Regions from separate parts of the Mus musculus genome. Here region 2 is linked to region 1. The links are chromatin contacts, called in public promoter capture Hi-C maps. All regions are on one chromosome and are shown on one strand. The core of a region is the stretch at or near the end of the contact, and the rest is flanking DNA. Distances in the headings are between cores, read along the strand shown.

Region 1 (5,105 bases), core at 1,097-3,596:
CTATCTAAAATATTTTATAATAGAAAAACAAATATGAAATTGCAAAATCATGCAAATAGAATTCTTACTATTTCCTGAACTTAAATATTTTTATACTGTTCATGGTTATTTTGTAAATACTGTTAAATTGAATCATTAAACTATACCTTTACTTCACCTAAAACTGTAAACATCTTTAACTGTAAATAAAGCTTAAGAAATGAGAAAAATACTTGATCAGAAATGTATACTACTGACAACTTGTGCTAAGATCCCACAGTTAAATCTATTGGGAAATGAACAGTACTTAGCCAACATGGCTAAGTAATATGGGAATTAACACTCCTATGTAATATTTCTTATGGACACACACACACAGAATGTGGGTAAGAGAATTGTCTCCTTCGATATGCTAATAACACTCCTCTATGCTGACTCTGTCTCAGGAATTGTCAATGTGTAGTACAGAGTAGGTTTCCCCTTCTATCAAAAATTATAACTTCATCATTCACCAAGACTGAAGAATATTCCTTGATGAACTACCTCACTTATTCTGGTCTAATAAATTGCCAGTGCAGCAAACAGGTATTTACTTCTCATCATCACTAAGAAAAGAAGCACCCAATCACAATTTGAAAATGAGTGGAATGGTAATGACACAACACTAGTGCCAACTGAATGGATCTCTTCCTCTGTGTTATTGGAACATAATAAGCTTTGAGCCAGTTAAACTATAAAAGGAAACGGTTATAATCAAAATTGATGGGTGTCAAAGGATTAATAAAGTATTAACAAGAGACAGAATCTTCAATATCTGCTTAATACTTTCCTACTATTTAAAACGTCAATTAATAATGACTTCCTTATTCAGTACTGACCACAGTCAACCCCTCACAAAATGGGTTGTAAAATCTGTTTATTTCCAGATAGGCACTAACTGTGCTATCTATCTTTTTTCTAAGTGTCTAATGGCCTCTCCACTAACTTCTAGTTACAGAAAAAGCTCCTATGAAGCTTCCCCAGAGCTACAAACCCATGTGGACTATTCACAAAAATAAGCCTGACTCCTCTACAGTAGCAGTTACTTTAGAACAAGCCTTCAACAATACCATTAAGTCCTTTCATTGGAGCTGTGCTTCAAAAAGGCTTCTTAAAAATTCATGCTGAAGCTTAATTGCCAATACAAGAGCACTGCAAGGCCATAGCGGGTACCACCTTCATTAATAAACTTATTATCCCAGTCCTCAAGGGTTTCCTTGAACTCAGAACAATGAGCTTAAAGAAGCTCATCTTTGTAATTCAGCCTCGCTTATTTTGTAACAAGAAAAAAACAAAAATACTTAGAAAAATGATGATACCTAAAGAAAATGTAGCTAACAATTTAAAGGGGTTAAAAGGTACAGTAATATAGAATCTACTGTCTCTATAGATAAAAGTTAAAGGAAATGCATCCTTTTTGGTTAAATGTTTTATCAGTAAATTAAGTACTGCCAGTAAACTTACAACTGCCTAATAGTTAAGATCTGAGACATAAAACACTTAATATGTCATAAAAGTGAACCATCACCTGGAAAACTAGTCTTCATGATATCAATGCCAACCTGTACCTCAGGTTCTGCAGCAAGAACTGCATAGTCCCCTTGGTGAGAGATGTTAAAGTTGAAATTGGGATATGGATTCAACGAGTCTTTCGCAAGAACCGGCTTTCCCTTTGAAGTTCTCTGCAGACGGATATGATCCCAAGGGATATTCAATTTCTCTGCAACTAATTTCCTTATCATCAAACGACCAGCCTGTTCAGACATAAAACACACGGTGTGTATTGCTATCTACTAATCGCATAAGTACACTGCTTAGAAAGTATATTTATGGCTTCTAAGTTTCAAAGTATAAACACATTCATTAGTAAACAGACGATTACTCCATAGGCCCCGCCTCCAATTTTAGGGTAAGGGTCTCCACAGGCAACCTCACAAGGGAAGACTAGATGTGAGTGACCCAGGCCTCCGGGATACGAAGGCTGAAGACGGTCGCACGCACTCCGGAGGCTCCGAGACCGCAACGCCACGAGCGCACGTGGGAGTCCGCAGCCCGGCCCGCCTCCCAAAAGTCGCAGGCCTCAAGTACCAAGGCTGCCTTGGCGTCGCGGGCAAACACGAACTTGCCGATGCGCTCCTTCTCCTCCGGCTGGATAGACCGCATCGCCAGAAGCCATTCGGCTCGACTTGGCAGCCAGGTACCGCAGGAGAATGCCCAACGAACGCCCTCCATGGATGGCACCACGCACAGCCTCTTAGCGGGGAACACCATACGACCGGCTCGGTCCGCTGATCCTCAAGCCAGGTAGAGCAGACGCTGACGTAGCCACGCCCCGTCGCTCCGGAGTCTGCGCAAAGGGGCAGCACCTCGCAACAGACGTTACCAGGCTCCACCCCTTTTCAGGCGTCTGTGCGAAGTAGCTGGACGCCCGGCTTAGAAGTTTCACAGACCCCCCCACCCCCACCTTTAGTTCAGGGTTGAGCGTGGGGGCGTGGCCTGACGCAGCTTCGCCCCCAACCTGTACGTCTCCTACGGAAGCCGGCAGGGCGGTTTGGGGCGGAGATTCAGAGTCAACCCAGAGCTCTGCGGCACGGCGTGACGTCTTGTGAGCTTAGCTCGCTCTCCTCGGAAAGGGCGGGACCAGAGTTTCTCAGAACCGTTTTAGCTGCTCACTCTGGAGAAAGAGCTAACGAGACAGTCGCACAAGCCAATCGCAGCCGGAGTTTACAGGCTGGGCCTGGGTGGAGACTTCACCGACTGCAGTTGCAGGTGGGTGAGCTGTGCGGTTTGAGGGAGGAGTGGGCTTGGACCGGCTTGGACCGGCTTGAATCTGGCTGTTGGAGGCAAGGCTCCTACTACTCTCGGTTGTGGTGCATCTCGTGAGCGCTCCGGAAAGGAAAGGTCCGCAGCGAGGAGCCTTCTGCACAGGGAGTTCTATATGGCAGCCGGCAGGGAGGTGACCCTTCCCTTCGTTTGCCAATGGGCCCTCCGCAGACCTCCCTGTCTACCCCGGGCCAACCGAGAACAGAATCGGTGGTGCAAGCCCTCTAAGCTTTGCTGTGCCCCTCAAGGGTTCTGCGCACCTTGATGCCTCATGCTGTTCTTCCTGCCGTCACACCAGTGCATTTCTGTTTCCTTGGTTGCTTGTGTAGATGGATGTCGGTGCTCTTCTGTGAACATCCATTTGAACAAAGTCGAGGACGAGTTAGGGTCCATGGAAAAGTTGGTCTCTGCAGATGAATGTGGATTTCGTGGATGATGGTAGATAGGTGTCATGCTGATTCAACCTTTCTAAGGTGGCCAGAAAGTATCTGGGAAAGCTAGCAATAATCTAATCTACACAACCACTGTCCATTAGTTCTGTATTCCTAGAGATGGGTATAGTCTGATCTGTACTTATTCCCATTAACATTTTTTGTGATATTACACACCCCTCGAGTCTTCTGCAGCTACATGGCAGTTTGAGTCACTCACACACAGACATTGCTATCTTGATATAACCCCTTATCTGTTAAAAGAGTGAGTGAGGTGCTATTTAAGATGTGAATATTGCAAAGACCTCATAATGTGACAAGGTATCTGAAGCACACAGAAAAAGCTACAGTAAGCAATGTGGGGATGAATAAAGACAGCAAGCACTAATACCCTTATCAGTAATTATAATAATTCAAGTTCTGTTTTTCATCCTATGTAGCTAAGAATCCTGTTATAGTGTCTTTCCCCGTGTTTTTGATGATAGTGTGGTGACGTGGGCCAGAGCAGTTCAAGTAGGACAAAAGAGGAACATGACTAGGTTCATGATGACTGGACGTAATGGTACCAAAAGAGTATTGTCAAGCTTGTTATCCTGGATAAGGAGTAGAAAATTACAGTGGTGCCTAGGGGAGAATAGGAAGTCAAGAGATGGGGATTTTTTTGTTGTTGTTGTTTGATATGTATTTAAAGATAAGAGTACTGGAATTGCATGTTATGCTAAGTGTCTAACAGAGAAGGAGAAATTTCTAATGTGTATGCCAGTGACAGACAGACAGAAGATGATGGCCATTCTAGCAATCACTCCAGAGGGATGGACCATATTTGCTTTTTGCCATGTCACTGAGCTGGAGATGCAACTTCGTATTAAAACTCGTGTCTAGTGGGGTGTAGAGATAGCTCAGCTGTTAAGAGAACTGTCTGCTCTTCCAGAGGGCTTGAGTTCAATTCCAAGCAACCACATGACGGCTTACAACCATCTACCCTGGGATCTGATGATGCCCTCTTCTGGCATGCAGGTGTACATACAGATAGAGCATTCATTTACATAAAATAAGTAAATTAAAAACAAAAAAAACCAAAACCCTCATGTCTAGTTATGCACTGTCCTGGGTTTAAAATAGTACCTTCCACAATAATTACTCTAAATGTTCCAACAAATAACCTTCTTTCAACTTATGTCACTTATGAGCTACAAATATATTCTAAAACTGGAACATCAAATTACTGCCACATTAGAAGTTAATGGTTCTTGACTTTAGAATCATAGGTCCTTTACTTGTTTTCTGCATCTCTGTCTTCTGTGGACAGTAATGGCTACCTCTAACTTTTTAAAACCAAAAGACTCCTTTTTCATTTGAGGGCTTTATATAATTTCTCTGTTGATTTACCTTCTCATCATTTAGGTGTCAACAATACATCCTCAAAAAGATTAGTATTGTAATGGATGAGGGCAAGCCCTCCAGAGTCAGAGTATTTGAGTTTACATACCAGCTTCCCACTTACTCATTGTATGTGACCTTGTGCAAAGTACTTATTTCCCCATCTATAAAATAGAGATAATAATAGTTTTTGATTTGTATAAGTAGCTAGAGGATTTAAAGAGCATACAAAATATGCAGAAGTAGCAGCACTAGATAATAAACACAAAAAGAAAGAAAATATAGAAAGTGTAGGTGTATGTATGTCTGTCATATTCTCCAAAACAGCTCTCGTTCCACTAGATCATATCTGTTCCTTAATTGGCACTGAAGCCTACTTCTTCAGGATTCCTGCATAGACAGAAGACCAGCTGAAACTGAGCAACTACTAGATTACAGATAGCTATTTTTGGT
Region 2 (5,105 bases), core at 858-3,357, about 10 Mb after region 1:
TTTAGGAGTAGGTCTTTGGGCTCCAAACCAAATGCTTTTCCAACTATGTAATGGTTTCTTTTTTTTACCCGATTTTTTTCAGCAGCCCAAAGAAGCAATTTGCTTGGATCTTTTTCCATCTTTTTTTCTTGCAATTGGTACCACTCTTCGTTTTTTTCCTCTTGCTCTTCATCTTCATCAGAATTGCCTACCCAGAGACTCTGAGTACCAGTGGGAATCAGGTGTCCATGAGTTTTCAACAATTCAAGCTGGTTAAACTGTTCAGAAAAGTCCACAGAGTTTTCCAGGTCTGGTTTTTCATCATCCTTTTTTTCTTTTTCCATTTTTACTACTCTTTTAAATAAAAAGCATTTCAAGTACTAGGGCGCAATCTTTAAGGAGATGAATTATGTCTGCATTGTTTGATTCTTTCTAACCTGAAAACACAAACACAACAGTTGTTAGCACAGCAGTAACTAGATATTATTAACAGCACGGATACAACCTTACAAACAAGCCAGATAAATTCTATGTCATAAGGCTTTGGTGTTTTCTCATATCCATTAAGTTTACTAAATATAAGATTTCAGAGATTTCTGCTATCTATGATCATTTATAGTCTTTACCTTTTAGAAATGCTTTCTTCTACTAAGTAAATGGCTACAACTATCTTAATTTTAATCTATTAATTTAGGTATGTTAAAACTGATGGAGTCCTGACAGTGAGTACACAGGAGGACCATAGTTCACCCAGTCCTAAAAGATTAGTCTTCTGATAAACTGCCATATTAATTTATACACTGACATCAACTTCAAGAGTTACCTAGCACATAAGCCTTAAAGAAAATGAGAAGTTACTTTGAAAACCATCAATCTTTTAACCATATTTGTTGAATTTGGCAGTTTTTTGTTGCTATTGTTAGTGTTACCACTTCTTTCTGTTGACCCAATTAGAATCTAATGTTTATTATTTCAGGTGCTATGTCTTATATTGTTTTGCTATTAAGCTTTTAAGGATAGGCCATCTTTAACACAGATTATTATGCCATTTGTATGTAACCTGCATTAAGAACTATTTGTATCATTAAACTTAAGACCTATCATTTAATCTTGCTCTGAATGGCCTCTAAGAGGAACTTAGTTATACACACTCCTCATAGATTTGTTCTACTTAATTTCAAGTTTAATATTCCATTGTCCAATTAAGCTTCATCACTAGTGACAAGAGTATCAGAATCATGACCAATGACTTCTTAGGGCCTATAAACTCCATTAAGGGATTTGTTAAGGTTTTGGCAGCATTGTGTTTTTCTTTTTTCTTTTTTAAAAGAACTATCAGAACTATTTTCTTAACATTTTCAATATTTCCTTTCACTTCAAACTCATTTTTTAAAAAGCTACTATACACCAATTCATTAAGCGCTTAACAGATGTCACTAACCAAAATATGGCACAGATCGCAGCCCCCCTTCCCACACCTGAAAACTCCTTCATATTAATTCTTAACTTATTGTCTTGGTATGCTTAATTAAAAAATCAAACCCAAATGTATCTCGACTCTGGGTATAAAGCTCGATGCATACTATTATGGAGGAATAGGATGCATTTCCTAATTTAAAGGGAACCCTCCATTTTGAGAGAGATAGCAACTGTTCCAGTTCTCATCTCATTGGGTGGAGCCCCCCATTTCAGAGGCCTGCGCTCGGGTACTGACAGATCACTGTCGCTGCGGTACACGGGCCCTTCTGAGGTCCTGAGGGGGTCTGCTCTAACTCAAGGCTCCAAATCATTTCTACTGCACTTTCTTCAAGGTTCTCTGAAAACACAAAACCGAGGCTTCTGGGGCGATCGTCAGGGGAAGCAGGGAAGAAAGGTCTTTGGTCTAGCAGGCGAGGCCTTCCGAATCGCAAAGCGAAGACTCTGCCACGATGCTACCTGCGAGGTGGCCGGCCGCCCACAGCCGCCCGCCCCACCGCTCCGGACACGCGCCTCACCTTTCACAGAGAGAACCTCACCGAGAACTTCCTTTCCGGGTTCGCCCCTTCGCTGCTCAGGATTGGCTCCTGTGAGGTGACGGAGCCATTCTGTAGCCAATGAGAATCTAGACATTCTGTGATGTCACGTCATCAATGGATCTCGCGAGAAGTACGGATGCCGCTCTCCCGCGCCTAATTCAGGTTTCTGGGAGCGGTTTTCTTGTGGTTCTGGAGACTCCCGCCCCCTTTTCCTGAGGTAGAGATGGCTTGTGGCCTCCCTGGTCGACTCTGACAAGTCCATGTTGGGTAACTTAGGCTTTGCTACGGTCTTGTAGCGTGCGGGTCCGGGGCGAACGGAAGCCCCGAGTGCGTGGGGCCGTTAGGGAAGACGGGCCGGGTGGGCATGGAGGGATGCGGGCTCTGCGTTCCGCCTCGGAGTCCGCCTCGGAGTCCCGCGGGTGGGAGGTCTCCTGTAGTGGCAGCGCCGCCTTCGCCGAGCTGGGGATGCGAGGTGTTCCACTTAGACCATGTGTTGGTTATTTATTCTGTCTTTAAATGTGGGCTGCCCCATAAAACCCATGTTAGTGTTAAGAGTATGGGGTGGCCTCTGATTCAAAGTCCTGCGCGGAGCAGCTTAAATTATGCACGTAGAAAGTTACGTTTCATTTTTCCTGTCCAGGGGTTTACTACACACCAATCTCATGAAGAAGATAGTAGAGAAATAGTAGTGATAGTGCAATTAGGACTTCACTTCAGGATGTGGCTTTCTGTTCTTAGGTCATGAAACAATTATAGTAAGTGTTGAAGACGTACATAGGACTTTCTCAAAATCACTAGCGCTTGTTCAAAAAGTCTACCCTGCAACTGAGCTCATGTTAGTGAAATATGTGCAACCTTTATAATATGTGCATTTTGGTATTTATTTTTAGAGTTTGGATTCGAGTGGTTTTTCTGACATACCTGAACACTTGGAGAGGAACCTGGTACAGAGGAACTCTACTATAAAAATGAGCCCCACAGATCCACTGTAAGCCTGACATATTAATTGTGATGACCTTACGAGAAAAGTGATATTTTAATATAAACAGCAACAGAATTTAATAATGGATAGAGTATCCCCCAAAACGTCTGTCATGCATAATTAAAAGCACATACTTATGCTTATTAGCAATAAATAAATAAATAATGAGGTGGAGCAATAGATGAATGTGTTGCAGTAATTACATGGCCATGCAGGGAGGCTCATGCTCTCTGGCTTTGTCTTAGTCTCGAGTCTATAAATAGTCCTTTAGAGTAAGTTACCCTAGTTGAAGTGAATTTGAACAAAATGGAAAGAAATAAAAGGACTATAGAAGTCAGGTGGCAGAAGAAAATCCTTGAACACGAGTGGTGTCTTCCACTCTGGTTTCAAGTTCTTGGTCAAAATTAGCTGTTTAATGTTAGGAAGATCAGCAGTTCTCTGGCTTGCCTGGTTTTATTTTCATTTGCATAACTAGACTAATAATACTCCTTTCCAGTTAATTTTGAGGTCTGAATGAGAGTGGAAGGGTACAGCTGTGGGAGCTGAGAAGTTTGTGGGTTACCCAGGGCTTCGTGCATACAATTGTGGATGTTTCTGATCTGTGGAGTTATATACAAAAGTGAACTAACTATACGAGTGAAAATAGCCTAACTTTTACTGCCTTAGTCTTGTTTCTGCAACTGGTTGTGTGATGAACGAGTTACTATCTCTGTGTCTGGCCTTATTTTTTAGAGATAGTGACCATGCTTGCCTCTTTCTCTGCAGGGACTGAGATATAAAGAACTAAACTTAATGCTAAGTATAAATGGGTGTTAATAATTCTTAAGCTGCTGATTTACCTGAAAGTACCTTTGTTTGGGTTTAAAGAATTCTGTTCTGTTATTTGGCCACATTTATTGTTGAAAACTATGTAAACAGCAGAGTCAGGCAGACGCCATCAGGGATTGGAATGTAAGCAACTAGTATATTAGTATAAAATCTATTCTTACACTCAGAGGAAGACTATTAAATAACTTTCCTGGAAAAGTGTACAGTCAGATACTTAACAAGAGAGCAAACAAAGCCTTTTGGATTTTTGTGGAGCTATCTAGGGAACAGACCTGACTACATAAAGCTGGTTATATGAAGCTTATAAATTTCAGAGCAGACGGAACACTTCCAGTGTCACTCACAGTGGCTCTGTGTTGAACTTGTGATTAGAAAGCTGTGATGCTAACGATCTGTTGAGTACTGCAGACTTTCATGCTGAGGCTATAAACAGGATTTTGCGTTACAGTTTTGTTATTGCTTATCTTCTGCTTGTTTGAATATCTTTTTAATGGATTGCATTGAATTGTGTTCTCTTCTTTATACAGTGACGATGAAGACACATTTAAAATCCTGGTTGCCACTGATATTCATCTTGGATTTATGGAGAAAGATGCAGTTAGAGGAAATGATACATTTGTGACATTTGATGAAATCTTAAGACTTGCCCTGGAAAATGAAGTGAGTTTGGGGTATATTTGTGCATGCTCTAATGTACTTCCTTGGTAACAGGCTCTTTTCCATTAAGTTAGAGTTAATTATATAACCTCATGCATTCGGCATTTCTTGGCTAAATACCAATATACTAAAAGCCTGGTTAAAATTTTGAGTTCTTTGTGTTCACAATTGGAGCAGAAACTGTTGTGACAAGTAACTTTCAAAATTAGAAACACAGGGTGTTTAATGATGTACAAACCTGTTACAACTTCTACCTGAAATAAAAAGATGGCAGTTAGTTTTCAAAGAACATATATCCAGAATGTGAGACAGCAGTTCCCAAGCAGTCAAGTACAAGGTCATTTGTGGTAAGCCCGCACAATTTCCTGGGACTTTGGAGGTAGAGGAGATTGGTGTTTATATGAAACCAGTCAAGGAGGTGACATTTAACACGTGTGTTGAAAGAGAAGCAGCCTTTACTGATAGGTGGCACAGAGAATGTATGGTCAGTGTGAAGCAGAATTGAAGGCACAGGGATAAGACAACACTCGAGGATGGTAGGGACTGGTTTGGCTTGCCCGTGGGCCATTTGTGTGCTCAAAGAGGGCTGAGAATGTAGCACTGTTGGTAGACTGCTTGCGTGCCAGGTACAAGGCCCTGGGATT

What was found. Promoter capture Hi-C pulls out the DNA fragments that hold promoters and counts their contacts.
Region 2: a promoter capture Hi-C map of pre-B cells shows a contact between it and region 1, with 2.9 times the contacts expected there. The contact joins the promoter of Mre11a here to the promoter of Aasdhppt in region 1. A contact is called at or near these places in 2 of 39 promoter capture datasets (liver and pre-B cells).

What each region holds. Positions count from the first base shown.
Region 1 is chr9:4,307,148-4,312,252 of GRCm38.p6, forward strand. Aasdhppt (aminoadipate-semialdehyde dehydrogenase-phosphopantetheinyl transferase) reads right to left here and starts at 2,347. Exons shown (of 6, transcript NM_026276.3): 1 at 2,107-2,347; 2 at 1,547-1,772. The coding sequence starts at 2,289. Kbtbd3 (kelch repeat and BTB (POZ) domain containing 3) reads left to right here and starts at 2,596. Exons shown (of 3, transcript NM_001164574.1): 1 at 2,596-2,787.
Region 2 is chr9:14,782,547-14,787,651 of GRCm38.p6, forward strand. Mre11a (MRE11A homolog A, double strand break repair nuclease) reads left to right here and starts at 2,108. Exons shown (of 20, transcript NM_018736.3): 1 at 2,108-2,211; 2 at 2,885-2,982; 3 at 4,332-4,464. The coding sequence starts at 2,963. Ankrd49 (ankyrin repeat domain 49) reads right to left here and starts at 2,027. Exons shown (of 3, transcript NM_019683.4): 1 at 1,974-2,027; 2 at 69-416. The coding sequence starts at 323.